Linked DNA regions of Gossypium hirsutum: region 1 is linked to region 2. A link is a contact called in public Hi-C data. All regions are on one chromosome and are shown on one strand. Each heading gives the region's core, a stretch centred on a gene start, on an enhancer-like site or on the middle of the called end of the contact. The rest is flanking DNA. Distances are from core to core; before and after follow the strand shown. Region 1 has its middle 53 kb from the start of LOC107951038. Region 2 holds the start of LOC107951036 (cytochrome P450 81C13).

Region 1 (2,700 bases), core at 90-2,589, 290 kb after region 2:
GCCACGAATTCCAGTTTTGATCAAATACTGAAAAACCATAAAAACAAAAAAAAATTAAAAATGAAGAAAATCGGTTTAACCAACCTGTATCAATTCATCCCTTATCTTCGAACTAGTACCTTGATCGACTGATTCAGTTTGGTTCTAAAATGCTAATTTTGATTGATGAAATAACTTTTTTCGGTCTTGTCAGGTTGAGCATGCAAGCGGTGAAGTTTGAAAATAGAATTAATCACTGACCTTGAGAGGTCAAATTTTGAGTATTGTTGGTATTTCCAAACATTATAAAAGAAGAAGAAAGGAAAACAAAAGGAAAAATAAGAAAAAAAAAGAAAAAATAATGTAAAAGAAAAAAAAGTGAAATCAAATAATTAAAAATATTTTTTAAGTTTATTCATTGAAATTTTTTAACGAATATAACATTTTGGTGTAAAATGAGTAACAAAATAATAGTTTAGGTACTACTTGTGACAAAAAAATATTTAGGTATCAAAATGAGAAGAAAAAAAAACATAATTTAGGTACCAAGGTATCAAATTGGGGGGGAAAATAGTTTAGGGATCGCTTATGACCAAAAAAGGGTTTAAGTACCCAAATGGAAAAAAAGTATAGTTTAAGTATCAATTTGTGTCAAGTAAAAAAAATTATGCACTATCAATTAGGGGTAATATTAGTTCCGTTTGGTTAGATTTTTTGGATTTTTTGAACTATCCATTATAATACGGTTTGGTTTGGTTCAATTTTTAGTTTACCATATTAATTATTTGTTTTGGATTTTTAGACTTATATTGACAAAATGAACTTTGTCTTTGCCTTTATTTTAATGTTATTTGACAAAATTTCAAAAAATTCATAAAAATTTTTAAAAGACAATAAATTTTCAAGAACTTTTAAATCATTTTCACTATTTTAAATATAAAATATTTATATTTATATAATAAAGAATAGAATTCGATTAAACTTCAAGCAATTGTCATTTTTAAATTTATATTTCATAAACCCAAGTAACCTAATTCGGGTTAATTTTCCATTTTTCTTCGGAAAATGATACAACCACTTAAAAATTACTCAAGTAGAGTACTTATTTCCAACTTTGAAATGTCAATTAACATTTGTTCAAAAGAAAAATGCCATTTAACGTCTTTCATAAAGCCTTTGAAACTTCAAAAAAGTTGAATGGATTAACCAATAACCATGGATTAGGGGTAAAGGTGCAACTTATGCTATAGCCCATAGAGCATAGACCCCAAAATTCATTTAGGAGAAAGTAGATGGGGACTTTCGGCTGAAGAGAGAATTTAGAAATGTTAAAGCAAAACTTGGTTTGACTATAATTTCTTTTAGGCCCATCAATTGTTGCAAATGGCTAACATTAACGTGCACCAACTATCACACTATATGTGTAGACCCAAATCTCTTGGACTTGGTTACCCGCCCACACAACTCGCCTAAGTGAGGTTTTTGGAATTTTTCCAATAGTTTATTATAATTTAGTTTGGTTTGATTCTCACTTGTCTCATATTAACCTTTTCTTGTTTTGTATTTTTAATTTTATTTTAGTAAAATGAGTTTTTTTACAGCTTTTGAATTTTATTTGACAAAGTTTTAAAATTATTTTCATAAATATTTTTAAAGAATAATAAATTTTCAAGTAAATAAAAAAATCAATAACTTTTATATGATATATTTTAATATATTAAGTTATTTTCACTATTTTAAACATAAAATATTTATTTTTATTATCAAAATTATTTGGGTGGTGCTCTGAGATCCTTGGTGTCAGCTTGTAAAATAAATAGTAAATATTTATTAGTACATAAAATGTAATACTTCTTTTAAACGAGAATAACCTAAACTTGTAGACATAATATGCTCACGAGTTCAACCTGAAATATTATACAAAATTTAAAAGGTGAGATGATTGCCAAAATGATCCATACAATCAATTTTAACTCTTCCTAAACTATTACTTTTTTTTATAGTGTATACGCGATGGAGGTTTTTTAACTTATGAAATTGTCATTAGTCTCATTTATTTATTTATTTTTAATTTTTTAATATCAATTATGATAAACTCAAGTGAGAATGAGTAAATGGAAACAGATAGGAGATAGTGAGATACATTGAGATGTTGGGCATTAATGTTATATAAGTTGGATGGATATTTAGAAGTTGTTATCCATTGGTTCAAATGCAACCAAAATAGAATGATGTTCATACCCTTATCATTACATTCAACTCCAACATCAATTCCAGTCTCCTCTGAACATAAGAGATAGGGTAGGGTTGCACACTGTGGGTTTTGCCAAATTAGACCCAGAGATTGGTTGGTTTTTGCCGCCAATATTAAATGACTTGGGTGGCAGTATTGACCCCCTAATGCCCTAAACCAAGAAAAAAAAATCTACCAATGGTCCTTTCTTTCTGCCCATATAGAGGGGTAGTTGAGGCCTAAATTTCATTGACATATAGCTTGTATTGGCTTTTAACGGTAATCCCATAAGACTCCACTGCCAACTAGGGTTGAAATTCAGCCTAAATTTTGCAGGTAAGAATAGGACCACTGTACCCCCAACTATGTCACAAACACTTATTGACTGCCATTGGCTTTTCTTTTGATCTTTTCCTCACTGTTTAATACAAACTCTTGATTAGTTTCAAATGCTGTCTAAGCAGCTAGATCAGCATCAAAATGATTTA
Region 2 (2,700 bases), core at 11-2,510:
GGATCGGAACGACTATTCAACAACTTTCGACTTCCCCCTATCCAAATCTGGTTTCTTCCTTTCTTGATCTAAATAAATTCAAATTTAACTTATTTAATTACATGTTCATTTAATTTCATCCAAAAACACATAAATAGGCATTTTTCACTTTAGCCCCTAATATTTCACATTTTCTTAATTTAATCCCTATTTCAAAACAACTCAAAATACACAAAATTTCAACATGCTCATGTTAGGTTGAATTTTCCCTAGGTCCCTAGCAGCCGATTAATTCAATTTATTTCACATTTAGACCCCTAAATGTTTCAATTTCACAATTTAATCCATAATAAGCATTTTTATAAAAAAAATCACTTAATTAAACATAATAATCTAACATCAAACTCTTATAAACCATCATCAAACAACAAAAAGCTTAATTATTCATCAATGACATTTCATGAGTTCATCAACCAATCCAAAAATTAAGGCATGGGCTAGCTAAAAGACGAAGCAACGATCTCAAAAATATAAAAATTATCAAAAACCGAGCAAACAACATACCTAAATCAAGCTCCCTAGGTGCCGAACTTAAAAGCTTCAACAATGGATTCTTTTCTTCTCACATTAGGCCATAAAAGATGAACATGCATGATGTTTTATGTTTTGTTTTATTTATTACATATTAATATACTATTTACCATTTTAACCTTTATAAATTAATTTGAAAACCATATAACATAAGCCCATAACCGTCCACTCCATTGTTTAATGGTCAAATAACCACATAAGGACTTCACTTTTAATTAATTAAAGCAGTTAAGCACTTTAACATATAATATGCTACTTTTATATTTTACGCGATTAAGTCCTTTTATCAAATTAAGCAACCAATCGATAAAACTAAAATACTAAATTTTCACACATATAAATTCACATGCTGTAAACACACAAAATAATATAAAAATAATTTTACAACTTCGGATTTGTGTTCCGAAACCACTGCTCCGATTTAACTAAAACTAGGTTGTTGCATTAACCATGAAGATTAATGGTGAGATAGAGGTGTTTAAATGCAACTATAATTCTTAAGGGATTAGATAAAAAATTAAAGAATGAGAAAATAAAATTTTTTCCAATATGACAAAATAAAAATTTTCTTGTAAAATTTTTTTTGCGTTGCTTGAGAAATCGGAGCCACCTATTAAATTATTTTTTCTCTCCTTAAATATCCATATTTTTTACGACTATTTTAAAAAATACATGCGAGATGAAATCGGTGACACTTATTAAAATAATTTTTTTCTCTCCTTAAATATTCATATCTCTTACGACTATTTAAAAAAATACATATTATCGCAGTCTATTCCAATAGTAGCACCCAAGAAATATTATTATTTTTGTAAAATGCAATAAATGAGTCATCATTTGGGTGGTTCTGGGTCTAACCGCACTATGTCTATCTACTCAAGAATTTGATGCTATAATATGCAGGCCATGATTTTTTTTATTTAAGCCAATAGTGATTTGTTTTTAGTCATTTTGGAAAAAGAAGAGCCTACACTATGTCTATCTACTCAAGAATTTGATGCTATATAATTTCAGGGCCTCACCCTCTTTCTTCAGTCATTGTCTCTAAACAAAGCGTTCTTCATATGGTTTTCCTGTTTGTTTCCATGGAAAACCTGTACCATTACCTTGTAATCATCTTATTCATTCTTCTCACCATCAAACTTTTGACTCATAAAACCAAAAATTTGCCTCCCAGTCCCTTTTCTCTGCCAATTATTGGCCACCTTCACCTCATCAAAAACCCACTTTACCAATCACTGACCACGTTATTATCCAAATATGGCCCTGTTTTATATCTCAAATTCGGTTGCAGACATGTCCTTGTTCTTTCTTCTCCTTCTGCTGTTGAAGAATGCTTGAACAAGAATGATATAATATTTGCAAACCGGCCTCGGACTATGGCTGGGGATCTTATGACGTACAACTACACTACTTTCGTTTGGACTCCTTACGGATCACTTTGGCGGAACCATCGCCGTCTCAGCGCTGTTGAGATCTTCTGTTCTAACAGCGTTGAAAAGTTTTCTTCCATACGTGAAGAAGAAGTTGCGGACTTTGTTCGTCGCTTGTTTGAGGTCTCATCAGGCAACGGCACCCAAAAGGTGGACTTGAAGTACTTGTTTTGTCTCTTGATGACGAATGTTATGTGGAGGACGGTGGCCGGAAAACGTGGGGTCGAGGATCCTAAGGAAGTGGAGGCAGAAAAGATGTTCTTCACGGAATTTAAGAGCTTGTTTTTTCCGAGCCTAGGGACCAACATATGTGATTTCTTCCCAGTTTTGAGGTGGATTGGTTTCCTAGGGATTGAAAAGAAATTGAAAGAAATACATAGGAGAAGAGATGAATACCTTGAGAATTTAGTAGATGGGATAAGATTAAATAAAAGTAAGAAGAATATTTCGCTGATTGAAAGGCTTCTGTCTCTTAAACAAGACGACCCTGACTTCTGTTCCGATCAAGTCATCAAGACCATGGTTTTGGTAGGTTGCAATTTGCTTTCCAGTCTTCTATATCAACTTGTTTCTAAATTTTAAAATTTTAGCAAGTAGCATTCAAATTCATTGACTATGGTTTTGGTAGGTAGCAACTTGCTTTCTAGTCTTCTATATGAAGTTGTCTTCTATACGAACTATGAAGTTGTCTTTAAGG

The links. A called contact is a pair of places that touch in the nucleus more often than the background predicts.
Region 1: a contact with region 2 is called in a Hi-C map of leaf, with 2.5 times the contacts expected there. The contact joins the enhancer-like site here to the promoter of LOC107951036 in region 2. A contact is called at or near these places in 3 of 34 Hi-C or Micro-C datasets (leaf and petal).

What each region holds. Positions count from the first base shown.
Region 1 is chrA02:21,700,407-21,703,106 of Gossypium_hirsutum_v2.1, forward strand. No RefSeq gene overlaps it. Among protein-coding and RNA genes, the nearest start is that of LOC107951038, 53 kb to the right of the region's middle. Within about 2 kb of position 1,340, at least 3 of the 9 cell types and tissues checked have an H3K27ac peak or open chromatin away from gene starts, as enhancers often do. A contact at or near this core is called in leaf, where this site is marked.
Region 2 is chrA02:21,412,490-21,415,189 of Gossypium_hirsutum_v2.1, forward strand. It overlaps LOC107951036 (cytochrome P450 81C13), which reads left to right and starts at 1,261. Exons shown (of 2, transcript XM_016885925.2): 1 at 1,261-2,531. The coding sequence starts at 1,635.